4 separate regions of the Mus musculus genome follow, and regions 1, 3 and 4 are each linked to region 2. A link is a contact called in public HiChIP or PLAC-seq and promoter capture Hi-C data. All regions are on one chromosome and are shown on one strand. The core of a region is the stretch at or near the end of the contact, and the rest is flanking DNA. Distances in the headings are between cores, read along the strand shown.

What was found. Promoter capture Hi-C pulls out the DNA fragments that hold promoters and counts their contacts. HiChIP or PLAC-seq counts read pairs in DNA pulled down with a chosen protein or histone mark.
Region 1: a contact with region 2 is called in an H3K4me3 HiChIP or PLAC-seq map of embryonic stem cells, with 26 read pairs. The contact joins the promoter of Themis2 here to the promoter of Ptafr in region 2. A contact is called at or near these places in 3 of 39 promoter capture datasets (embryonic stem cells and liver), 2 of 484 Hi-C or Micro-C datasets (embryonic stem cells and nephron progenitors), 3 of 115 datasets of contacts at active chromatin or transcription factors (embryonic stem cells and stem cell-derived neural progenitor cells) and 3 of 9 other capture datasets (adipose tissue, embryonic stem cells and liver).
Region 3: a promoter capture Hi-C map of liver shows a contact between it and region 2, with 2.8 times the contacts expected there. The contact joins the enhancer-like site here to the promoter of Ptafr in region 2. A contact is called at or near these places in 23 of 39 promoter capture datasets (the 3T3-L1 cell line, 3T3-L1-derived adipocytes, the C10 cell line and 13 more), 3 of 15 datasets of contacts at CTCF or cohesin (embryonic stem cells, large pre-B cells and pro-B cells), 94 of 484 Hi-C or Micro-C datasets (the 63-12 cell line, B cells, the Ba/F3 cell line and 52 more), 7 of 115 datasets of contacts at active chromatin or transcription factors (the HPC-7 cell line, astrocytes, bone marrow-derived dendritic cells and 2 more) and 3 of 9 other capture datasets (adipose tissue, embryonic stem cells and liver).
Region 4: a contact with region 2 is called in a promoter capture Hi-C map of fetal liver, with 4 times the contacts expected there. The contact joins the promoter of Smpdl3b here to the promoter of Ptafr in region 2. A contact is called at or near these places in 4 of 39 promoter capture datasets (embryonic stem cells, fetal liver and hematopoietic stem and progenitor cells), 5 of 484 Hi-C or Micro-C datasets (conventional dendritic cells, embryonic fibroblasts, embryonic stem cells and 2 more), 8 of 115 datasets of contacts at active chromatin or transcription factors (CD8 T cells, bone marrow-derived dendritic cells, bone marrow-derived macrophages and 1 more) and 3 of 9 other capture datasets (adipose tissue, liver and pancreatic islet).

Annotation. Positions count from the first base shown.
Region 1 is chr4:132,792,046-132,798,144 of GRCm38.p6, forward strand. Themis2 (thymocyte selection associated family member 2) reads right to left here and starts at 4,319. Exons shown (of 6, transcript NM_001033308.2): 1 at 4,215-4,319; 2 at 433-573. The coding sequence starts at 4,308.
Region 2 is chr4:132,561,674-132,568,489 of GRCm38.p6, forward strand. Ptafr (platelet-activating factor receptor) reads left to right here and starts at 2,394. Exons shown (of 2, transcript NM_001081211.2): 1 at 2,394-2,601.
Region 3 is chr4:132,812,210-132,818,800 of GRCm38.p6, forward strand. No RefSeq gene overlaps it. Among named protein-coding and RNA genes, the nearest start is that of Themis2, 19 kb to the left of the region's middle. Within about 2 kb of position 4,407, at least 48 of the 459 cell types and tissues checked have an H3K27ac peak or open chromatin away from gene starts, as enhancers often do. A contact at or near this core is called in B cells, the HPC-7 cell line, Kupffer cells and 9 more, where this site is marked.
Region 4 is chr4:132,754,433-132,760,458 of GRCm38.p6, forward strand. It overlaps Smpdl3b (sphingomyelin phosphodiesterase, acid-like 3B), which reads right to left and starts at 2,739. Exons shown (of 8, transcript NM_133888.2): 1 at 2,553-2,739. The coding sequence starts at 2,613.

The DNA.
Region 1 (6,099 bases), core at 3,069-5,568, 230 kb after region 2:
TCCTGCCTCTGCCTCCCTTATAGGATTCAGCCATGTGCCGCACACACATCTGGGTTAGGCAGTGCTGGGGATAGGACCCCGGGACATCGTGTACTGTCATCCTGAGTCCACACACCCAGCTCCCCACAGGACACGAGGGTGTCAGCAGATGTTTGATGAGTGAATGTGTGAGCAAATCCAAAGATCCAAACCTGAAGTCCTAGAAGCAGATGTGATCAGAAGAGGGTGGGACAAGCCAGACTCGGGGCATCCTCAAGATTGCCGTCTGAATATGCCCTTGGCCTTGTGGCTACCTAACAGTAGATATGTCACCCTCATATGCAAAGCCAGGGGGGCGGGCATGCTGCTGAGAGTGGCAAGCCCACCCACGAGTGGCTCAAGACACACCTACAGGAGGCTACAGCACCAGGGGAGGTGGAGTGCGTGCCTTACCTGTGAAATTGGGGTTGAGCTCCAACGTCTGACCCGTCTCTGGATACTCGCACACAACCTTTTGGAGCTGGACATGAGTGACCTTGATTAGGTCCCCGGTGGAGAGGCAGCACTCATTCCCAAAGAGCTCGTAGACGGAACCTGTGGAGACATGGACTCAGTTTCTCCTTTTGGCAAAGGCCTGAGTGGCCTGTACCCTGTTCCGTATAAACTCTACTCAGCTCTTTCTGCTGCCATATATCTTTCTCTCTGCTTCGAAGTACTGGGGTCTGGACTGGGCTCCAAACATACATATCCCCCCTAGTGTAGCCCTCAGGCTTCTTCCTTACTTCTCCCTGCTAAAGGGCAGCTGGCTCAGCCGGCCATCCTCGGACAGCTTCCCCGGTCTTCACTGACCACCACAGGCCTGATGGTGCACTTTCTCCTGGCTCTCCTGGAGTGTGTGCATGGTCAGGGTGGGTCCCTTTCAACATCCTTGCAGCCTCTGGGGGTAGATACCACCCGTGATGAAGTAACTAGCCAGTGACTCCCGACTCCCATATTACAGTTACAAAATCAGGCTCAGGGTAGGTGGGCTTCACATAGATACAGCTCTTCTCACCGCCTGCTTTCTGCTTCAGATGAGTGAGCTGCTCGCGCTCTCGCTCTCTCTCTCTCTCTCTCTCTCTCTCTTTCTCTCTCTCTCTCTCAGCTGACTCTCCTGTAGTTCAGCTTGTCCTGGATCTCTTTCTACTAAGACTGATGTTGAACTGCGGATCCTCCTGCCTCTACCTCCAGAGTGCTCGAAGGCAGGTGTACGCCACCATGCCGAATTCTTTGTGGTACCGGGATTCAACTCCAGGGTTTCATGCATGCGAGATGCACTGGACCAATTGAGCTACAACACCCCCCCCCCCCCCCCGTCCCGATGAGTCACTTTTAGCTTCTGTTTTTAAAATGTTTATCTTGAATGCATTCCACAGCATAGGTGTGAAAGTCAGGACAACTCTTGGAAGGGAGTTCTTTCCTTCCACCCTGTGGGATCCAGGGATTGGTCTCAGGTTGTCTGGACTGGCAGTAACCATGCCTACCAGCTAGCTCACTCCGCCCGCCATTCTGGTGAGCTGTTTTTTTTTTTTTTTTTTAAAGATTTATTTATTTATTATATGTAAGTACACTGTAGCTGTCTTCAAACACTCCAGAAGAGGGAGTCAGATCTTGTTACGGATGGTTGTGAGCCACCATGTGGTTGCTGGGATTTGAACTCTGGACCTTCGGAAGAGCAGTCGGGTGCTCTTACCCACTGAGCCATCTCACCAGCCCCTGGTGAGCTGTTCTTAAGAGGATGTAGAGGAGATTGAGGCTCTGAGCACCACCTCCAAGTTCAGCAGCCACTTGCTTGATGCAAAGTGCTAAAGCCTTAAAGAACACTAGAAGCTAAGCAATAGAGATCTCACAGTGCTGTGTGCCCAGGGTCTGTGTCCAGTGGCAGAGGATGGGAAACCGCAGGTGGCAGGACCTTTTGACCACCTGGAGCCCCTCTCCCAGGGAGAGCTTTTGGAGAGCTGCTCACAGGGTCAGGAGAAACTGGTGTCAACCTCAACCTAACCCCTCAGGAAAGTGCACACAGTTGCTCGGAGGTGGACCTCGAAGAAGAGGAGCTTGTTAGCCATGGAGTTATATATACCTGGCCCTGTGCTGAGTGTGACTGGCACTTCACTGCCCTGAGGACGCGTGACTGCCCTTCCGGAACGGGCCAGCAGTTTCCCTTTTCTAAAAAAATATCAACAGCAGTTTCTCCTTCCTAAAAGTGATAGCTCAGAGAGGTGGCGTCAGCTCCTCCAATGATTGGTAAAGAGGAAGGGTAGGAACTCAGGCTCACCCTTGGCTGAACAGGGAGTGCCGGGTCAGCCTCAAAATGAACAGAAAAGAGCCAGCAAGATATCGTAAAGACCCTTCCCTTCCTAAGTCCCACATGGTGGAGGAAGAAGAAAACAAAAGTCCTGTGACCTTCACATTCATACCGTGACACATGCGTGCCCCCCCATCAATCAATCAATCAATCAGTCAATCAATGTAAACAAAGGCTCGGAAGACCAGCTGTGGTGGTACATATCTGTAACCACAGAACTCTTACTCTGGAGAAGTCTGAACTACACAAGAAGAATTTGTCTTAAACGGAAAGAAAGAAAAATGCTAAGGATCTTAGCTAAGAACTAGCTAGAGTGTTAGTAGTCTAGGATGTAAGATGGCCCAGGTCCCATCTGCAGCAGGGCAGGTAATGTGGGGGTGGGAGGAGGGGGAGGTGAGGGTGGCTGGAGGCAGAACATGGGGTATCAACCTCCAAAACTGGAATCCCATGTGGTCAGGAATTCTACCACACCTTGCCCCATAGGGTCATCTACCTTCCCGTTCACCTCATTTGCATACCGACACTCTGTGACATCCGTCTGTCCTCACGTCACCCCAAGTCCTTCCACTTCCCATCACCCCAGGTCATAGCAGATGAGGAAACTCGGGTATTGTGACACAGGTAAGCAAGAGACGCTGGGAGGATGTTCTGAGCTGGAGAAAAGAATGACCAGGCTCCCAGAGTCCCACTTCAGGGACCCATCAGATTCCGATGGACCAGAGAGACTCACTGTGGTGGCCCTTGTGTGATCCTCCTAGGTCAGTCTATAACCCGCTTGGCCATCAGAACACTTTGCTGGCAGCTGCTGTGGCAGAGCCTGGCTCGCTCACTCCAGGGAGTAGAATGAAGCAGGCATCCATGAGACAGCTTGCTGTCTGAGGGAGGAGCCCTGAATCTCAGCATCTCCCTCCACTCTCGCCTCTGCCCTCCACAGAGCAGCCCGGTCGGTCCCTTTTCTTCCCTCCCTTACCCAAGTGGTCAGTCCCTGGTCACATGTTATTTGGCCAGTAACTGGTGGCTGTGTCCTGATATGGCCATCTCTTCTCTGCTATGGGTTGCGGAAAGCCATGGGCAAGGAGCAAATGTACAGGCAAAAAGCGGGGAAGGATCCCCCTGGTAGGAGGACCACTCCATCTGAGAATCCAGCAGAGGAACAGAGAGACTCAGAGGCAAGGAGCAGAGAGTTCAGCGGGAGGGCTGATCTGGTGCTAAAATAACGAACTGGAATATATCTTAGTGGTGAGAGCTCAGGGTCCTGGGTTGGATCCTTGCAGAAAGGGAAAGAAGATAATAAAAGAGAACGGAGGGAGGGAGCAAGAAAGAAAAATGAACAGTGAACCAGGCATGGCAAATTCAGGCAGAGGCAGACGGATCGCTGCAAACTTAAGGCCAGCCTGGGCTACAAAACAAGGTCCTCTCAGAACAACCCCAATAACGACAGTGAGCACCCTAGTGCCTGTCTGAAACGATGGACGAGTTATCCCCACTTATTTGTCCATTTATTGTTATAATTGTTCTTGTTGCTTGAGACAGGATTTCCTAGGCTGTTCAGATCGCTCCTGCCTAGCTGCCACACAATTTCTGTTAGCATTACCGAGGAGCCTCAGTTGAGAAAAAGCCTGAGTTAAACTCAGGACTTCTCATCACCCATGGGACAAAAGCTGAAGAGCAGGGAGGTGGCGCCTTTTGGTGCGGATTCATAAAACTTCGGACAGCAGCGTCTGAACTCAACCCCAGATCCCTCAGGGTCTAACTCTGTAGCCCAAACTGACCTGCAATCACTTTATAGAACAGGCTAGCTTCGAACTCATCCTCCCGCCACAGCTCCCCAGTGTTGGCATTACAGGCATGACCCATCATACCTAGCTCCTTCCACCCAGAGCCCGCTCACCCTCAAAGTAGACTCCGGAGCAGACCCGCAGCACGCGCGGAAGGGAGGTGGGGTCCAGGCCGCTCACAAAGTCCTGCAGCGGCACCGGCTCCATGGTCGCGTTCCGACTAGATTTGCTCAGACTGATCGGCAGCTTGCAGAGGACAGTCCGGAAGCCACGCCCACCGAGGCCACGCCCCTCAGGTCGGGAGCCCTACAGGGTTCTCTGAAGCGCCCCGAACTCTTGAATGGGGACTTTATTTCCCCTGACCTGTCTCTTCATCTCTAAAATTGAATCTTTTCTTAAGGTTTCTAATGTGATAAAACACCATGACCAAAAGCAACTTGGGGAGGGAAGGGTTTATTATCTTACAACTCTGGGATCACAGAGGTTAGTCAGAACAGAAACTCCGGACAGATAGAGAGAGATAAAGGGACTGGGACTGGTACAAGCCATAAAGAAACACAGCTTACTGGTTTGCTCAGTTTGCTTTCTTACACAACTCAGGACCACCTGCCCAGGGTTGGCACTACCTACACCCTATGGGCTGGGCCCACCCACACCAATCATAAGTGGAGAAAATGCACTACAGGCTTGCCTACAAGCAGTCTGATGGAGGCATTTCTCAACAGAGGTTCCCAGATAATTCTAACTTGGGTCAAATTGACCAAAGAACAACCAGGACAATTCCCACACCTTTCTTTACTTGGCTCCATCGAACAGATCTAACATCAAGACTTGATAATTTTTTTTTTTTTTTTTTTTGAGACAGGGTTTCTCTGTATAGCCCTGGCTGTCCTGGAACTCACTTTGTAGACCAGGCTGGCCTCGAAGTCAGAAATCCGCCTGCCTCTGCCTCCTGAGTGCTGGGATTAAAGGCGTGTGCAGTTACACCTGGCAAGACTTGATAATTTGATACCCAGAGGTCTGGTGTGTGTGTGTGTGTGTGTGTGTGTGTGTGTGTGTGTGTGTGTGTATGTATGTGTGTGTGTGTGTGTGAGAGAGAGAGAGAGACAGAGAGAGAGACAGAGACACAGAGAGACAAAGACACAGAGACACAGAGACACAGACACAGACACAGAGACATAGAGACAGACCCGAGACAGAGACAGACAGAGAGAGTATCCCTTAGCACAAATTGTACTTAAATTACTGTGTAGCTGAAGATGACCTTGAACTTCTGATCTTCCTTCTTCCACCATCTAAAATGAGTGTGGTCACACACACTTTATTAGATGCTGAGGACTAAACCTAGGGCTTCATGGATTCAAAGCAAACACTCTACTAAGTGAGCTGCATCCTCTGCCTTGTTTTGGGTTTTTGAGGCAGGATTTCACATAATCCACTGTGTAGCTGAGAATGGCTTCCTTAGACTCCTGATGCTCTTGATGCCTCCTCCTGCCAGGTTCTGGAATAACAGGCATGTACCATTTAACTACCTCAGACCATGAAGATGTTGAACAGATAAAAACGATCCCACTTCCCCAGCTGAGATGTGCCCCCAGATGCCTCTTCCACAGTACTCCAAGTTCAAACAAGGTACACAGCTCCCTAGTGTAGTTGGGGTCTCTTAGGACATACACACCCTTACCCTTTGGGTCTGAGGAAGAAGACATGCCTTGTCTATCCCCAGATACACCTCTGTCTGGACACCTCTAGTGATGCAGAGATGGCTACCGATCTCTCTAGGACACTCAAGTCCTCTGATATAGGTAAGTAAAAATGGTGCCGTGGCACAGGCTGTGATCCCAGCACTTGAGAGGCTCAGGATTCAAGTCATCCCTGGGTTACAAAGAACATGGTCGTCATGAGAGCCTAGCTTAAAAACGGAATGCAGTTTCTCCTAATGCCTTGTCTTCTGTTTTCGGAAATAAGATGAAATGGAAACTGACTTCCTTGTGGCTG
Region 2 (6,816 bases), core at 1,144-3,643:
TAGCACTCAGGAAGAGGCAAAGGCAGTTGGATCTCTGTGAGTTTGAGGCCAGCCTGGTCTACAGAGTAAGTTCCACCTGCCTCTGCCTCCTAAATGCTGCAATTAAGCACATACACAACTAGACTCAGCTTCAATTAAAACACACACACACACACACACACACACACACACACACACACACACACACATATAAACACTCCACATGCCTCTTTTGTTTTATTAAAAATGTTTTGTTTTGGAGACACAGTGTCACAAAATAAAAAGACAAGAAGAGATCCGTGGCAGCTTATGTGTAGAGGCTGAACTGGAGAAGGTACATGGGGGCAGGCACAAGTGTCATGGTGGGTGGGTGAGGGGATTTGTGTGTAAGATTATATGATGCTTAAGAGTGTGTGGTATGGAGCCGGGCGTGGTGGTGCATGCCTTTAATCCCAGCACTCGGGAGGCAGAGGCAGGCAGATTTCTGAGTTCGAGGCCAAGCCTGGTCTACAAAGTGAGTTCCAGGACAGCCAGGGCTACACAGAGAAACCCTGTCTTGAAAAAAAAAAAAGAGTGTGTGGTGTGTAGGGTTACAGGCAAACATTTTTATTGTTGTTGTTTTGTTTTGTTTTGTTTTGCTGTTTTAAGACAGGGTTCCTCTGTGTAGCCCTGGCTGTCCTGAAACTCACTCTGTAGACCAGGCTGGCCTCAAACATAGAGATTTACCTGCCTCTCTGCCTCTGCCTCCTGAATGCTGGGATTAAAGGCATGAATCACCATGTCCAACTCTGTTCGTTGTCTTATGTATTTTAGTGTATGTGTGTGTGTGTCTGTGTCTGTGTGTCTGTGCATTTTTGTGCTCCATGGTGCAAGTATGGAGGCCAGAGTAGACCCTCACCTCCCTTTTCCCCATGCATGTCCTAGGGATTGAAGTCAGGTCATTAGGCTATGCAGCAAGCACCTTTACCCTCTGAGCCATATAGCCAACATACAGTCACTTTAGTTTCTGAGACAGCATCTCTCACTGAACCTGAAGTTTGTGATTTGGCTAGACTGGCTGGCCAGCAAGCCCTAGGGAGCCTCCATACTGCTTCTCCATTGCTAGATGATAGGCATGCACGACCACCTCTGACTCCCCCATCCCCCCATCCCCGGCCCCTGATTGAACTCAAGTCATAGACACACTTACCAAATGAGCCGTCTCCCTCTTTTCCTCCTCCTCTTCTCACCTCTTCCTCTTGTATAGCATTTTATGTAGCCCACGCTAGCTTTGAATTCAGTGTGTAGCCACGAATGACTTTGAACTCCCGGTCTCTGCCTTCTAAGGGCTGGGATTATACATGTGAGCCACACACCCGGTTGTTTTAGTTCTTCGGAGCTGAAGCTCATGTTAATGATGCTCTGACCTGTAAGGAACCATTTTAGCATTGACAAGGAACACCGGTGGCATCTGACCAGCAGCAAGGGGCTAGCTTGGCTACTCAGGACCTGAGGCTAGGCACTGGGTGGGGAGTCAGAATCCCTGCCTTCTTGGCTCTCCAAGACAGACTTGGCGCCATGTCTCACCATAAGACAGACTTTCCTCTCTTTCGGCTTCATTTTTCCTTGATGTTTAGGAGGGGGCTTTGGGTCAGCTGATACCTGAGGGGTCTGCTATCCATAGACAGCGTCTATCATGGAGCCTGGCTGACCTCCTGAGTGCTATGCAGAAGGAAACCAAAACAAGGGGTTCTCTCATTTGCGTACATGGAAGTCCTCACCTGACTCATGCTCTCACACCAAATTCACTTGGCTTCTACCCCAGCTGCCCACACCTCTTCACCCTCTCTTCCTACCGGGAACTCACTTGCAGCTGAACTCTAGCTCAAGGGCTTGAGAAATTTCCTCCTTCCTCCAGCCCTGTGGTTCTGGGCTCCCAGGGGTTTCTTGGGCCCAGTTCTTCTTGCTCACCAGGGATTCCCTGCCCAGTCTTAATGACCAAAGCTATGCTTCCAGCTCCCTCTCCTCATCTAGTGGCTTCTCCCTCCCCCACCTCTCTCTCCCCTACAGAGGTATATGCGCTGGTGTGTTCATTCACACAAGCTCTTGGGCAGTCTCCGGTGCAGACTGCTCTCTGTCTGTCATCCATCCTTTCCCTTGTCCCTCCCTGAATCTCCTCTCTGTATTCTCTCATTCCTCCCATGCGCTCCTGTTTACATCAGCCGTTCTCCCTCCCTCTACCCCTCTCGCCTTCTCCCCTCCTTTCTGACTCTCTTTCCCTCTCCTCGTGCCAACTGTTTGTTGCTTCTTTTGGTTCTCTCTGTGTGTCTCTCTGTGTCTCTGTGTGTCTCCCTCTCCTCCCCCACCCCGCCCCTTTCCACACCCCCTGTCTGACACCCTCTCTGTCCTTTGCTTGCTCTGCAGGAAACCTCTGCAGTACTGAGTCTGGCTGGCTCAGTCCGTGTGGAGGTTCCTGTGGCATCTGGTGGAGGGGCCCTGGGTCACTGTGTTTCCTCCCAGGGGTGACTTGGCAGTGCTTTGCTCTGTTTCCTCACTTCTGCAATTGCCAGGCCACAACACAGAGGCTCGAGCTGAGGCTTGGACCAGGAGGGAGCAGAGCCTACGGCTGAGCTCCTCCTACAGGTAAGGAGGGTCCCAGCCCTGGCTGGGCAAAGGAGAACCCTACACAGGTCTCCTCAGGAGGCCAGAGTCATGCCTCCAGGTCATACTAAGGTAGATGGGTGGCTGGATTTTAAAAGAACCATCTGGCATCTTTCTCAGGCCAGGCTTAATATTCAAGAAGAGCTTTATGGCTGTGCGACAGGCCAAAGCCAGGGCTACACACATGCTTGGCCACTAGCCCTTGTTTTACGTTTTATTTGCTTATTGTGTGTATATGTATGTGTCACGGTGCACATGTGTGGGTCAAAGGGCAGCTTGTGACGGTCTGTTCTCTCCTTCTTCCATGTGGGGCCTGGGGATTGGCTTCACTTCTCGGGCTTAGCAGCAGATGCCTCTACCTACTGAGCTATCTCACCATCCCTGACTTTTATTTTACATCGAGGTCTTACACACTGCCGAGGTTGGCTTTGAACTCACTGTGTAGCACAGGCAACCTTGGATTATTGTATGTGTATACAAGTACGAATGCTCACTGTGTGCATGCCTGGCGCCTTGGGGTTCAGAAGAGGGGGTCAGATCTCTGGAACTGGAGTTCGGAGATGATTGTGAGCCACTGTGTGGATGCTGGGAACAAAACCTGGGTCCTTTCCAAGAGTGTCCAGGGCGCTTAATCCCTGTGCCATCTCTCCATCCTCTAGTCTTAGTCCTTAACCCTCTCTCAGCCTTCTGAGTGGTAGGTATTTCTGGCCTGTGATCAGGTGCTGGGACACTCCAAGGGAACCCCTCTTTTCTGAGAGTGAGATGGAGCCATCTTAGCCTTAACTTCTGGGAGGCGATGGTGAGGACGGGAGGCAAGGGCTTAGAGGTCTGTGAGCAGACCTCCATTTGCTTTATTAGCTGTGTGACTTTGGAGAAGTTATACACCTTCTCTGTGTATAATCAATGTCATCTCCCCAGCAGACTTTCCTGGGAGGCTGAGCTAAAGTGTCTGGGATGGAGCTAGGTCCCCGGGACCACACCCACTGCAGAGGATGTTGATAACTGGGTGGCTGGTACAAAGGTCCACAAAAGGTTGCCACGTTAAATCTCAGGTGTTGGGGACAAAGGCCAGTGTGGTACTGGCTATCTCTCCCTTGCAGGAAGTCTTGGGGTGATGCCGACAAACCAGAGCTGCTGGCCGAAGACTTGGGGGATACTGAGGGATAAAGGACTCATAGCTCTCTCATTTGCGGCTTGACAGAGCACTAGAATGCGCTCCAGATGGTCAGTGAGCTGGGGTGGGGGATGGTGACTGCCAGAGAAGAGGGAATCCTTTCCTCTGCACACCCAGCCAGAGAGAAAAGGAGATGACTGGCCGTCTGTGTCTGCCATTTTGCTTATAATCTGCGGCGACCTTGGGCCATTGAGTAGTCTCGATTTTCTTCTTTGTGGTTTAAAATTCTGACCTTGTAGGTTTGTGGAAGGATGAACTAAGAAGGTGGGGGACGTGCTTTGCTGAGCATAAAACAGTAAGAACAGGAGTGTCACTGTCAATGCTGACAAGAGGAGCAATTGTTTGTGCGTTTATCGTCTCTTCTCCTAGCTAGCAGGGTTTGGCAGAAAAACGTGCACAGGAATATGCACTGAGTTGGGAATGGTGGGCACATCTGTGATCCCAGCACTCGAGAGGCAGAGGCAGTAAAGATCAGGAGTTCAAGGTCAGCTTTAGCTATGTAGCAAGTTGAAGGCCAGCTTGGGCTACATGAGACCTCCACAACATCTCCCAGATCTGTACTAAGTAGATGAAAAGATATCATCAAAACTGTACTTGTTAGGGGCGGACAGTGAGCCATAGGCCAGCTCTGCCCTCACCCTAGTCACCTTGGGTCACTCCATCCGGTCAGTGAACGTTTAGGCAAGGGATTCACAGTCCCTGGCAGTGATGACCAAATGTGCCTCATGGGCAAGTTTTCCTCCTGATTGTTGAGATGTGATGAGCCTCTGGCATGGCATCAGTTTTATCTTTTTTTTAAAAAGTATCTATCTATGTATATCTATCTATGCATCTATCTATGTACCTATGTATCTATGCATCTATCTATGTACTTATGTATCTATGTATACACCTATGTATCTATGTATCTATGTATCTATGTATCTATGTGTCTATCTATGTATCTATGTATCTATCTATGTGTCTATCTATGTATCTATGTATGTATGTACATATGTATGTATCTATCTACCTACCTACCTATCTACCTATCTATCTATATCTATGCATCTATTTATGTATCTATATATCTATGTACTATCATCTATCTATAGCTATCTATCTACCTATCTGTCTGTCTGTCTATCTGTCTGTCCATCTATCTTATCTATTTATCTATCTTACAGTTTTCCTTCCCTCTACTCCTCCCAGTTCCTTCCCATCTGTTTGTTCTTTTATTGGGAATCAGAGACATCCCCACGCTTGGCCTGCAGACAGGTCTTCCTGAAGGCCATTGACCCCCTTCTTTTCTATACAGGTCCCCTCAGTGGAAGGAGGTTTGGGCTCAGGATGGAATGAGAGCTGAGCTAGAGTCCAGGAGCACAGATGGGCTTCAGGGACAGGAGTCTTTACTGAGTGTGGAATCAGTTCCCTAGATCAGAGGCTAGCCCCCAGCACAGCTGCTCTGAGCAGCCACTTAGAATTGTGACGAGAGTGGAAGAAGCTTCCATGTGTATTTGTGTGGGAGTGGGAGTCGGAGCGGGAGTGGGTGTTTAGCTCTACGGGAGTAGGACCTTCCACTAGCTTTGCAGAACACTTGAGCTGGCTGGGCCAGAAAATATGTCAGTCACTTGTGCAAGGGCCCTTTCCAGTTTGTTAAGTCCATTGCATTTTACCAAGAGTGTTACCCTTTTCCAAACCTCCTTCCACCTCCTGGGATCTCACTTCCCTTTCACAACCCTGCGTTGAGGCTGGCAGGGCACCCCAGTTTTCAGATAAAAACCCTGGGGCTCTGAATTGAGGAGAGATTCTCTTAGGGTGGTGGGTTACACCACTGAGACCGGAGTCCTGCTCCCATGACTCTAGTGACCATGCTTTCCCTCCCGCCAATCTGGAGGCTTCTTCCCAAAAGATCCAGTTGTCGCAGTGCAGGGCGGACTTGTCACTTATTGGCAGGAGGAACACTGTGAGGTCACTGGGAAGGGAGTTAGCTCCCTCCACCATTGAAAGGACTGTTACCGCTCTGAACCTGGTAAGTGCCGGCAGCATCTGTCCTGCCGATCTCACAGTGCTTACTTGCAAAAAGATGGAAATCCCGATGACCAGGGAGGTCAGACAGCTGGTCTGGACGCCATGTTGGCACTCTAGACAACCTTGGAATCTCTGTGATGACAAAAGTCTGTCAGTTGCTATGACAGAGCTGGACCACGCCCAAAACAGAGAAGAGGAAGAGAAAAAAAGGACACCCGGGTTCCTGGAAATCTCCTTCCTGGAAGGGTTTGATGCCCACAGATGCACCCCCCTCCCCAATAGCTCAGCCCTAGGAAAAACCCAGGTCCTAAGCCTGCTGGGAGAGATATCTGGATCATTGCACAAACATCCTTTCAGCTCCTAGAGTAATCTGGTAATTTGTGAATCGTGTTGCATGGGGGAAAGACTCTGTAGATTCGGTATCAATACTCCATAGGGAGATTTTGATTTTATTTATTTATATTTATAATTTTATTTTATTTTATTGAGGTAGTATCTTGTGCAATCCAGGCTGGCCCCCAACTTGCTATGTAGATCAGGCTGGGCTGGCCATAGAAAGGCTTATTATTAATATTAATTATTATTATTATTATTGGTTGGTTTGGCTTTTTGGTTTTCTCTGTATAGACATCACTGTTCCAGAACTTGCTCTGTAGACCAGGTTGGCCTGGAATTCAGAGATCCACCTGTCTTTGCCTCCGCAGTGGGAGTGCTTAAAGGTGTGTGCCACCATCACCCACCCTCCTAGAAAGGATTTCATTCTTATCATTTGGCATAGGAAGAAAGGAAATTTAGCCAGACATGATGGGTCACATCTAAAATCCCAGCACTTTGAGGCTGAAGCAGGGGGATTGTTGTGAGTTTGAAAGCAGCCTGAGATATAAAGGGAGACCCTGTCCCAGTGAATACATAAATAAACAAATAGAAAAAGGGGGGGGTGAGCAGGGGTTCAATCAAGCCACGCATTCATCTCGCATGCATGAGGACCTGAGTTTCATCTTTATGTAAACAAG
Region 3 (6,591 bases), core at 3,157-5,656, 250 kb after region 2:
TTAGGAAGTCTCTGGCAGGTTCCCAGCACCTGGGTTGTAGAAAGAGGCATTTGAGAAAAAGCCTCCTGTTTGAAAAAAAAAAAAAAAGAAACAAACAAAACAAAAACAACAACAGAAACCACTTCGGTCAAACTGGTGAACTTTGCATGTCCCAGCCCACCTGTTGTCCACAAACCTTGGATGCTGGCTCTGGAGTTGGAAAGTTTCTGTCCTATGTCAGGCAAACTACCTGACTTAATGGCAAACAAAAGCAAAACTAAAAACAAATAACCAAATAACCCCCCAAAAAAAAACCCCAAACCCCCCAAAACAAAAACAAACAAACAAAACAAAATCAAAACAAAACCAAGGCAGAACAGCTAAAAATATTACAATATTGGCTCATTTTACTGTCTAAAACTGTACCTCAGGGTTTATTTATGAGTTTATTGGATATGGTTAGAACTATGTAGAATCTGTAACAAAGGTTGACTTAAAAAGTATAACATGCCGGGCGGTGGTGGCGCACGCCTTTAATCCCAGCACTCAGGAGGCAGAGGCAGGCCGATTTCTGAGTTCGAGGCCAGCCTGGTCTACAAAATGAGTTCCAGGACAGCCAGGGCTATGCAGAGATACCCTGTCTCGAAAAACCAAAAACCAAAAAACCAAAAAACAAAAACAAAAACAAAAACAAAAAGTATAACACAGAATTAATAATTAGAAAGCTACATAGGTCTTAAAGAGCAAAGACCAAATCCATCGATGTCCATAGTCTTGGGCAAGTCTTATTCTGCTTGTGGCTAATTGTTCTTGTTAACATAGTTTAAATGCTTGAGGGCTCACCCTGAGGAAGGCTCAAGACTACACCAGAATCAAAAACACCCAATGTAGTCCTCAGTCAGCTAAAGTTAGGACCACAACTACTAACTACTGGAATGTTCTTAGGATGCAACAAGACATTGACCCACGGCCTGTAAACTGTCCCTCCTTACCTGGCCTATGCAGGCTAACAGAGGCTGACTTAAGCCTGTATATCCAACATCCTGTCTTTGTTAACTTTATTTAGTTATTTTGATAAACCGAGTCATGCAAGAAACTGTGATACTCTGCAGTGGTGCACTAGGAAAAAAACAGGAAAATAAAGTTGCCCGTCTCCATATGGGTGGCATTCATGGAGGAGAATTCGATTCAAGCACTGTAGGGTTTTTAAAGGCTAATTTTAACAGGAATACAACTACAAACCCCAGCTGGGAGTGGTGGCGCACGCCTTTAGTCCCAGCATTTGGGAGGCAGAGGCGGGCAAATTTCTGAGTTCGAGGCCAGCCTGGTCTACAGAGTGAGTTCCTGAAACACTGTGGACACTGCTGGGTTGACTGCCCTGCTCTGCGTAGTCACAGTGGGTCAGTTTTTCCCAGTTCCTCATCCACAGGAATATCTCTTGGACCTTCTAGGTGTGGCAGTCAAAGGCCTATATTGTCTTGTGCAGCAACTAAATATGTAATACTGCCCAATGTGACAGATGAAGACCTATGTCCACTGCCCCCAACAAAGCCATCAAGACCATGGGAACCTAGGGCAACCCTATGGGGAGGAGTCTCTGTCATTTTAATTGGTACAGAGGCCATTTGGATTATACTTCCTTCTTTTTTTTTTTAAGATTTATTATTATTATTTTTTTATGGATACACTGTGGCTGTCTTCAGACACACCAGAAGAAGACATCAGATCCCATTACAGATGGTTGTGAGCCACCATGTGATTGCTGGGACTTGAACTCAGGACCTCTGGAAGAGCAGTCAGTGCTCTTAACCACTGAGCCATCTCTCCAGCCCCTGTACTTCCTTCTATAATTTATCCTTCTCTGACCTCTGATGGTGTTGATGGTTAGCTGTAGCTTTGCCAATTTAGCAGCAGGTGCCTGGTCAATGCATTTCATATATAAAAACCAGGCCTTAATTTTAAATCGCCTGATGAAAAGGGCAACCTCATAGGCAGGTTTGCCTGACTAACAAGCTTTGTATTAAAGGATAAACAAGTTTTAGACGGGAACTTGCTTCGCCACTTAGATATGTCTAAATATAAACAATTAGATAAAAAGTTTAAGGTTTATATAAATTACAAAGGTCTAAACATAATTTAAACTATAAACATCTGAAGATATGAAAGTCTAAATAAATGATGAAACTCTAAAAATGACGTAAGATATATCAATACAACTCACTCTATGCTATTGAAATAGTAAGATTTCAAAGGCTCAGAGTTTTACCATTGATCAGTGAAGTTCTGACAATCTGGTCAAGGACTGACCACTTTATCGGTCACAAGGTTTTAAATTTCTTTTGGTTGTATATACATAGACTTAAAGATGCCTCTCCTTATGCTAAAAATCTCTCTCTCCAATCTATATCCAGCCCTTTGGACAGAAAACATTCATGCTTTTAACCAAAAGCCATGGCTTTTATTTGCTATGACCCAAAGGCCTGGGTCTACTCAGGATGTTTTACAGAGTATGGGCTTCACCATGGATTTCAATGCAGATTACAATATAAGCGTCAAGAAACTGAAAACATTGTAAGACTTGAATCCACCTCTCAGAGGTCAAACAGACTCCAGATAAATACATCTGTCAATCAACAGCCTAAGCTTCCCTGACTATTTCCTATTCCTGACGGGGAAGCTCCAAAAAGCATTTTCTTTAAGTTCTTGAACCTTAGCTTCTGTCCTTATTCTATATCTGCCTTGGCAGAGTTCCACCAGGCTGGTAGACACCACCGAGAAATCAGCTACCAACTACAAACTGCCCCAAAGATGATCTACACCACACCAGTCCCAGGTAGACCTAGAAAACCAGAAAGGCCCAGACTTGCTGGAAGCTGATGTAAACCGGTCCAGCTGATGTGATGGTTCCCTGTATCTTCAGCTGGGTCAGCAAACAAGATGCTTCTGATGAGTCCCCCATCACCTTAACCTCATCCTGGCCACTGGCTAATATTACAGCCTTCCTGGGCCCTGACAACAGCTTCCTAAATTCAGCAGGAAGTAGTTACACAGATGATGTCACCTCTTGTCCTCAGCAAGGAGCTGGAATATTAGGTCCAAAGGAAACTCCGTGGTGAAGGGGACAAAATGGTGGCCTAGTGGTGGACCATAGGGCCTTAAAACATCTGTTCTATGCTCACCAAATAGGTATAATTCATAAGCAGGCCGTGCATCTTTTGATGCATTACAAACTTTGTCCCTCCCTCCAACTCCTAGATAAAGAACATTAAGACCCAATCAAAAAGTTGGCAGGGGCAGGTAAGGCGAGGAGGGAATGATGAACTCGTCTGCCTCCACCTTAGGTGTAAAAGCCACCTTAAAATCTTAAAGTAAAGTCAAGCTGGGCTCATTCCTGTTTATGACTAAACCTCTCTTCTTCAAGGTATGCCCCACCTGTAGCCTTAACTACAACCATTTCTGTCTTGCCTGTTTAGAGAAACCACAACCATGTCTTTGTTTAAGACAGTTGTTTATAACCATCTTGCAACCCTACCTTTGTTTCAAAAAGGTTGTTATGACTACCCGTTGTTATGACTACCTTGTTAGGACCACCTGGCAACCCCACTTTTGTGCTGGGGAGGGAAGGCTGGTTTGACTAACTTGTTATGCTTACGATCTGCTCTTACAACCATACATATTTTGCCCACCAAATCCCCCATTTGAAAACACCCTACTCCTGAGCTATAGAAACCTTGTCTCCTTCAAGTCAGAGTCTGAACTTGCAAACCCCACCCTTAGGGGGAAACATTCCTTGTATACAAATAAAAAAGCTTGCTTTAACTAACTTGGCCATGGTGATTTGGGCTGGGGGACTTTCTTCTTCCATGGTTGGGATTCACACCCGGACCCTGAACTTCCTCCTGCTCTCTTGCTTTCTCCACAGCCCCTCCTCCTTATAACCCTGCTAACCCTGCCATGTTCACTCTCTGTTCTGCTCTGCTCCTGCTCCTCCCAGTGTGTCTTCCTCATTCCCTCTCTCCTGCTCCCCCCCCCCCAAGCCCCTCTTGCAGATAGCCCTGGCCACAGCCAGTCTGCTGGCCTTGTTCAGTCTACTTCTCTCTCTGCTCTGGACTCTTCCAGATGTCTCCAGCTGTTCCCTCCTATCTAAAATGAAAACCTTCCCATTTCCCATACCGTGGAACAGTCATGTTGTCAATTTACACACTAGCAAGCTGCTCCTTCTGGCTGGGAGGGAGAGGAGTTCTCAGCTGAGGTAGGATCTAGGAACCAAGAGGAGAAGAAGGAAAAGGAGACCCTGAAGCGGGTCTTGTTTAAAGGCCAAAGTGTAGTTCCCTGGAGAAACAGTTGTCACAATAGACAAGGCAGTTTCCGTGTGTAAGGGTTACTCAAGTGGCCTTCCTGCTTCTGCAGCCTGGGGACCAGAGAAAGCTGGTCAGAGGAAGTATTGGGGCTTCAGAGGGGGAGACCAACAGGAGGCAAGACAAGAGGACAACAAGGAACCGAAAGAATTTTCATGTGGGAGGCAGAGTTTGGCTTTTATCATAAAAAGTTCTGGGGGAACCGGGCGTGGTGGCCCACGCCTTTAATCCCAGCACTCGGGAGGCAGAGGCAGGTGGATTTCTGAGTTCGAGGCCAGCCTGGTCTACAGAGTGAGTTCCAGGACAGCCAGGGCTATACAGAGAAACCCTGTCTCGAAAAACAAAAACAAAAAAAACAACAAAAAAAAAAAAGTTCTGGTGTGGGGGAGCCCCATTTTACTTGAGTGAGGAGCTTCAGAAAGCCTGTGGGATTTTCAACAGACTGGTCCTGGTGTAGAAAGTGGCCTGACAGGCAGGAAGAGGCAGGATGGAGGCTAGGAAGTGAGTCAGACGAGAGACCATAGAGGACCAGCCTGGGAGGGAAGCAGATGGGAGAGGCATTCTGGGGGACAGAATGCAGAGTGTGGAGGAAACCTGAACTCTGGGTTTGCTTAGGTGCTTGGGCACAGGGGCAGACATGAGCCAGGGAACTACAGGGGACCAATATGACCCACACAGCCAGAGATCAGAGAAGTGACTGGTGTGGGTGGAGAGACATGGGATGGAGGAGTAGGGGTGGGGCACACTGATTCTGCTTGTCCCTGCACCCTGAGCCTCCTGCCTGTGGCTTCACTTTATGCCACTCAGGATCCTTCTCTTCCTCGGTTTTAGCTTCTCTGCGCCCATCTGCAAGCCTGTGTCTGTAGCCTGACGTTGGGCTCCAGGTAAATGCGCCACCACTCCTGTATCCTGTGGCACAGAGAACCTTCAACTCAGTGCCTTTCCTAGAGCCAACTCCTCAGGTGCTGTCCTTAGACTGAATGACATCTCTGAAGAATCCAGTGTCTGGGCCAGCAGCCTCCAGGCCCTGAATCCTCCTCCTCCTCCTCCTCTTCCTCCTCCTCCTCCTCCTCCTCCTCCTCCTCCTCCTCCTCCTCCTCCTCCTCCTCCTCCTCTTCCTCCTCCTCCCAGAGCTTGTAAGCCACATTCCTGCCACAGTGGAGCAAGCTGCTGATCCCTGCCCCTTACAGCTTCCCACCCACCATGGCCTTTTAAAATATAGCTCTGAATTTGTCACATTGGTCAAGGTTCCCCATGGGCCTGGGGCTCAATTTCGAGCCCCTAATAACATGGCTCCATGGATCCTGGTACATTCTTGTTTTCTCTCTCTCTCTCTCTCTCTCTCTCTCTCTCTCTCTCTCTCTCCCCCCTCCCCTACCTCCCCTCCCCCCTTTTTCTTGTGTGTGTATCTCCCTCCCCTCCCTCCCCCCTCTTCTCGTGTGTGTGTGTGTGTGTGTATGCATCCCCCTCCCCCCTCTTTCTCGTGTGTGTGTGTGTGTGTGTGTGTGTGTGTGTAAGTATGTATGTGTATTTATATATTTATCCACACACACATGAACAAAAACATTTAAATATAATCACTAGATAGCAGAGAGACAAAGCCCACACTAGACATCTCTCACCACTAAACGAAACCTTCAGTGTCAGGAACATACTACATCTCATTGGGTCATTGGCCAAAGGGGTCCCTTTTAAAGTTACTCCAACAACTCAAACTATTGCCAAGTCTATTGGTTATTTTCCACAAACTGATAGTAAACCCTATATCTAAAGACAACACCTACATATCTCACTGAATACAGAGAATCTGAGCTGCTGTCTAACTAGAGCCTTCATCTCTTCTTGACTAGTGTTCATTCTACTGGAAGGTATCCTGCACCCAAAGAGAAAGGCAGCCATCGACTCAGCTTTGATCTACAATGGTGCACTGTCTCCATCATATGCTGGTGCAATAGATGCTTGAAAGATGTGGGGACAGGGTTGGAAAGATGGCTCAGCAGGTAAGAGCACTGGCTGCTCTTCCAGAGGTCCTGAGTTCAATTCCCAGCAACCACATGGAGGCTCACAACCATCTATAAGGAGATCTAGTGCCCTCTTCTGGCCTTCAAGAATACATGCAGGCAGAACACAGAGATAATAAATAATTTTAAAGAAGATGTGTGAATAATCCATCATAGTAATTGGATTTAAGCCCCACTCCACGAATTGGAACTCATGCCTGACACATGTTAAGTGGCCAAGAACCTGTGAATAG
Region 4 (6,026 bases), core at 1,489-3,988, 190 kb after region 2:
TTGTGAGCCTCTCAACATGGGTGCTCTTAACCACTGAGCCATCCAGCTCCTGGAATTTTTTTTTTTTTGAGATTTATTTATTATATGTGAGTACACTGTAACACACCAGAAGAGGGCACCAGACCCCACTACCGATGGTTGTGAGCCACCATGTGGTTGCTGGGAATTAAACTCAGGACCTTCGGAAGAGCAGTTAGTACTCTTAATCACTAAGCCATCTCTCCAGCCCTGGAATTCCTTTTTTTTTTTTTTTAAGATTTATTTATTATTATATCTAAGTACACTGTAGCTGAGTCCAGATGCACCAGAAGAGGGCATCAGATCTCATTACGGATGGTTGTGAGGCACCATGTGGTTGCTGGGATTTGAACTCAGGACCATCAGAAGAGCAGTCAGTGCTCTTAACTACTGAGCCATCTCTCCAGCACTGAAATTCTCTTTTAAATCTACTTTCTGTTTTAAAGTTATACATGTGTGTATTCCAGCCAATGTGAAGAAAATAGAAGATAGTCTTAAAAAAAAAAATTCAGTCCACAGTTCCAGGGAAAGCGCGGAAGGGCATTTGGCTTACAGCAAATAAGCAACGTTCGCCCTGACTACGGGGTTGCAGACAGGCGTTGTGTCCCTCAAGCTTCTTGTGAAATGAATATGGTGGTAACAGTACCCAGTCTCCTGGGAACATCCAGGTGTGGTGTGGGCCGGTGGTGCTGGCTACTAAGGAGGTTCTTGGAGGCTCACTTGAGCTCAGAGGTTCAAGGTAAACCTGAGCAACACAGGGAGCTCCCTGAGATTCAATAACCTGCACAGCCAGGTGGCCCAGCAGTGAAGGAACTGCCACCAAGTCTGATGACCTGAGTTTCATCCCTAGGACCCATGAGTCACGCACGAGGTGGAAGGAGAGAACTATCTCCTCCAAGCAAGTTCTCCTCTGATCTCCGCACAGTGTGTGTGTAGGCATGATATATATGTGTGTGTGTGTGTGTGTGTGTGTGTGTGTGTATATATATATGATCAAGACTTTTATTTTTTTCATTTTCAAATAAGTTTTAAAGAGACAGTTTTCCAAGAACCTAATGCCAAGTCTAGGGTCACTGAAAGTGCTCAACAATTGTTAATTGCCTCTGGCCTTCCTTAGTGGGCTACTCCGGCAAAGTGCCGGATTATACACGGAGCACAGCTGGACAGCCTGCTTCAGGCCAGACTCAGCAGCTGTGTAACCCTGGGCTAGTTACTCTCTCAAGGTCAGTTTTTCTGGGTAAAACGGACATTAAAGATACTTCACAAGCTAAGCTGTTGCGATGATATTATGTAAAATATATCATGTGCACAGGGGTTGGAGAGATAGCTCAGTGGTTAAGTGCACTGGCTGCTTTCACAGAGGACCCAGGTTCAATTCCCCAGCACCAACAACTGTCTTTAACTCCAGACCCAGAGAATCTGATGGCCTCTTCTGGCCTCCATGGGGCAGCAGGCACACATGTGCATACATGCAGGCAAAACACTCACACAGGTAAAAACAATAAACTTTCTTAGGCAGTGGCTTACAGATCTTCTGGACTACATCTACCTCCTATTTCTGAGTTGTAATTCAAAAAGCAAGTGTAACTTTTGACTGGTGTGATAGCGCAAATCTTCAATCCCAACACTTGAGAGACAGAAGCTAGTGGATCTTTGAGTACAAAGCCAGATTGATCTACATTGTAAGTTCTAGGCTAGCCAGGGCTACACAGTTAGACCATTATCTCAAGGGAAAAAAAAAAACCCCTTCAAGGTCACCTTGGAATACTATGCCTTTAAAAATCAAAAACAAAACCTGGATTACTGTGATTATCGTGTCATCCCAGCTGAGGGAATGTTTCTTCCTTTAAGTCCTGATTTTTTTTTTTCCTGGTTTCTTTCTGTCTTCCTGGTTCCTACACTCATCCAGGGTACAGAGATGGGCTTCTAACTAATGCTTTTGTGTTTATGTTTGTTTGAGGTTTGGTTTTGTTTTCTTTTACATTTATCTATTGGGTGGACAGACACCACAGAAGACAAATTGCAGAAATAAGATTTTCTCCTTCCACCGTATGGGTTTGGGGAACTGGACCTCTCGGTGGCAATGTTTTGTGTTTCTTTTCTGGAGTCCCAGAGATGGAACGCGCTCATTTGAACAACCACTGTACCTCAGAGCCTTCTATCTGAGTGTCCTGATTGAGTTCGCGAATCTTCCCGACCACCGGCTCCCTCTCAGTGTCTAGCTTTCATGTACTAGATCCTTGTCCCCCTGGCAAAGTCTGTGTCCTGCCCCTGGCACTTAAAATCCTCTTGAGCACTTTTTGGTTTGGTTTTGCTTTTGGAACAATGTTTCATGCATCCTAGACTGCCGTTGAACTCTGTCTCCCAACTGAGCTACACACACAAACAGCCTTGATGGCTAAGTCTCTGCGCTTCAACCTCTAATCTACTTTCCTTTTAAAGCCACGATCTGTGAACGGTTCCCGGCAGCACAGACCCCAGCCCCAGTTCCTAGAACGAAACAAAAATCAAGCAGGTTTCCCCCGCAGCCCTACCTAGTTGAGCCCCTGCGACTCCCCAGGGGGCCAGGAATATCAGCCACCCGAGCAGCGTCATCCTCTGGATCCCCCCACGGCGGGCGGCCGAAGCTCCTCCAAGTCCGTCTGCGCCGCGGGTTCCCACCTTGTGGCCAGCCACGTGTCTGGGCAGAACTACTCGTTTGGCTGCTTCCAGTGTTCCAAGTTATCCTTGGCGGATGGCTGCTCTTGCTTTTCCCTCTCTTGCCCAGCAGGGCGTGCGCTTGATTGGAGGAGGGACGCACCAGTGAGCGCTGGAATAGCTTGTAGGTCTCTGTGGAAACCGCATCTGTGTTGCAAGGTGCTGTGTTGGAGTTCCCCGACTTTTCGAAAGAAATTCATAAGTACTTAGGAGCAAAATGATAGGATCTTCGAGGTACGCTTTAAAGTTTTCTAGTCGAATTGAAGGCATTTCGGTTCAGTCAGCCTCCAGAAAATGCAGGAAGCACCATCGACTTACTGTCTTCTCCTTGCAGAGCTGCAACACGGATGGATGAATGAATTAGCTACCTGTGGCAACCAAAGAGCCTTAAAAGCTAGCCTTAAAACCAGATGTGCAAGCCCTCTCTCAAGGATAGCCCTGGCACTCTTGAGGCAGGAGGATTAGGAGTTCAAGGCCATCCTAGGCTACTTTGATGACTTTGGGGCCAGTCTGGGCTACCTGAAACGATATTACAAACAAACAACAAACAGAGTTATTTGCTGATCGTGCCAGGAGATGAGGACTACTAGAAACTGGGCAAAAGGGAGATAAGATGGTGTTGTCCCCCTGAACATGCCTTGAGAGCCTGAGGGCTGAATCACTCCTTAGCAAGTTACCTAACCTGAGAAGACAGAGAGAGCTGTGACTCAAGTCTGAGGAAGGCGATGAGAGGTTTCTGGAAGGAGATGACATAAACTTACTCCCTTTGTTTTGATTTTTTTTTTCCCTTGCAGTTAGGGATGGTTTGGGCTTTGTCTTTTTGTGGTTTATTTATTTCTATTTGTTCTTTTTGTTTTTTTGCTCCTGTTGTTGTCCGTACAGGGATGAAACCCAGATCTTCACTCAAGCAAGGCAAACTGTCTAGCTCACCGCCACACTCCCACGCCTAACCAGCTTGAACTTGATGAACACAGGAGAAAACAGGTTGTGTGGGAGGTGGGAGAGGAGCGTTAGTGAGGCAGGAGGAAGAGTGGAGGGGGAAGAGTTTTGCAAAGAGTGATGGGGGCTTCTGAGGCTCTGAAGCAGGCAGGAGCCAGGCTGTGCTTAGATGTTTGAGCTGGGAGCTTTGGGAAGCCAAGAAGAGGATCAGAGGCAAAGTTGAGGCTGGAGAGATGGCTCAGCAGTTAAGAACACTGGCTGCTCTTGCAGAGGACTCAGGTTTGGTTTCCATCAACTACATAGAGGGTAAAGGCGGTCTTTAACTCCAGTTCCAGGGCATTCAGTGCCACTACACACACAGTGCCATAGTGCATGCATATATATATATATTATATATGCATGCATATATATGTGTGTGTGTATGTATATATATGCATATATATATATGGAAAATACTCATATATATAAAACATGATTTTTTTCTTTTCTTCTTCTTTTCCTTTTTTAAAGACAGGGTTTCTCTGTAGCAGGGTGACTGTCCTGAAACTCGATCCATAGACCAGGCTGGCCTGGAAATCACAGAGATCTGCCTGCCTTTGCCTCCTGAGTACCCTGAGTGCTGGGATTGCCTCCTGTGCACCATCACGCCCAGCCTAAATAAATCTTTTTTTTTTAATTTATTTTTATTTTATGTGCATTGGTGTTTTGCCTGAATGTATGTCTGTGTGAGGGTGGCTGATCCTCTGGAACAGGGGTTACCAACAGTTGTGAGCTGCTGTTTGGATGCTGTGAATTGAACCTGGGTCCTTTGGATGAGTACCCAGGGCTCTTAACAACCGTGGAGCCATCTCTCCAGCATCCCCTCCTCCTCCTTCTCCTCCTCCTCCTCCTTCTCCTTCTTTCTTCTTATTTATTTATTTTATTTTATTTTATTTTTTATATGTAAGTACATTGTAGCTGTCTTCAGACACTCCAGAAGAGGGAGTCAGATCTCGTTACGGATGGTTGTGAGCCACCATATGGTTGCTGGGATTTGAACGCTGGACCTTCGGAAGAGCAGTCGGGTGCTCTAACCCACTGAGCCATCTCACCAGCCCCTTCTTATTTATTTATTTATTTATTTCTCCAGACACACCAGAAGAGGGCATTGGATCCCATTACAGATGGTTGTGAGCCACCATGTGGTTGCTGGGAATTGAACTCAGGACCTTTGAAAGAGCAGTCAGTGCTCTTAACCACTGAGCCATCTCTCCAGCCCAATAAATCTTAAAAAAGAGAAGAAAAAACAGACAGCCCAATTTGCATCTCCGAAGGATGAACACGGGAAGAAAAGGGCACGGTGTCTGAGGTACAGAAGTTGTCTTGGCCCATTTTCTGTTACTTTAACATAAGACCTGGGACTGGATAGTTGTAAAGAGCAGAAATGTATTGGTTCCCATTCCTGGAATCTCGGAAATCTATGTTCAGGGTGCTCATGTGTTGTGGGGTGTCTGCAGGTATTACTATGGCACAGAACCAAACCTTAAAGGTACCAAACCTCGGTACAGTCAGATTTGGTCAATGAGACTGCATCGCAACTGCTAGAGGTTCTGATCCTACGGTTTGATTTCTTACACATTTAAACATCATAAAACTTTGGGAGGAAAAAAACCCTCTCCACATGACAGTTCTCACAACAAAGTTTCGGGGTGGCTGTGTCAAAACTCCCTTGTAAAATAACCCCCCTGGAGCAAAGTACCTGAGACCTTTATCATAAGAGTGAGTTCTGCCTGCCGGGTGGTAGCGCATGCCTTTAATCCCAGCACTCGGGAGGCAGAGGAGGCGGATTTCTGAGTTCGAGGCCAGCCTGGTCTACAGAGTGAGTTCCAGGACAGCCAGGGCTACACAGAGAAACCCTGTCTCAAAAAACATAATAAACAAATAAATGTATATATGAAGCCGGGGGGTGGTGGCACATGCCTTTAATCCCAGCACTTGGGAGGCAGAGGCAGGTGGATTTCTGAGTTCGAGGTCAGCCTGGTCTACAAAGTGAGTTCCAGGACAGCCAGGGCTACACAGAGAAACCCTGCCTCAAAAAACCAAAAAAAAAAAAAAAAAAGTATATATGATGCCAATGAGGTTCCAGCAGGAAGATGGGCTTGCCTAGATGAACCAACCACCCCCTGGCTAGTTCAAGGCTTGTCTCATAGAGAGTTTGAAGTCAGCCTGGGCTACAGGAGACCCTGTCAAAATAAAGCAAGGTAGATAGCAAGGAATGTAGCTCCAATTGCTTGCCTAGGCCCTGGGTACCAACCATCCTTAGCATTACACATGCAAGGAAGAAAGGAAATGAAGTGAGGGAAGGAAGCAAGGGGAAAAGAGGAACTGAAAGG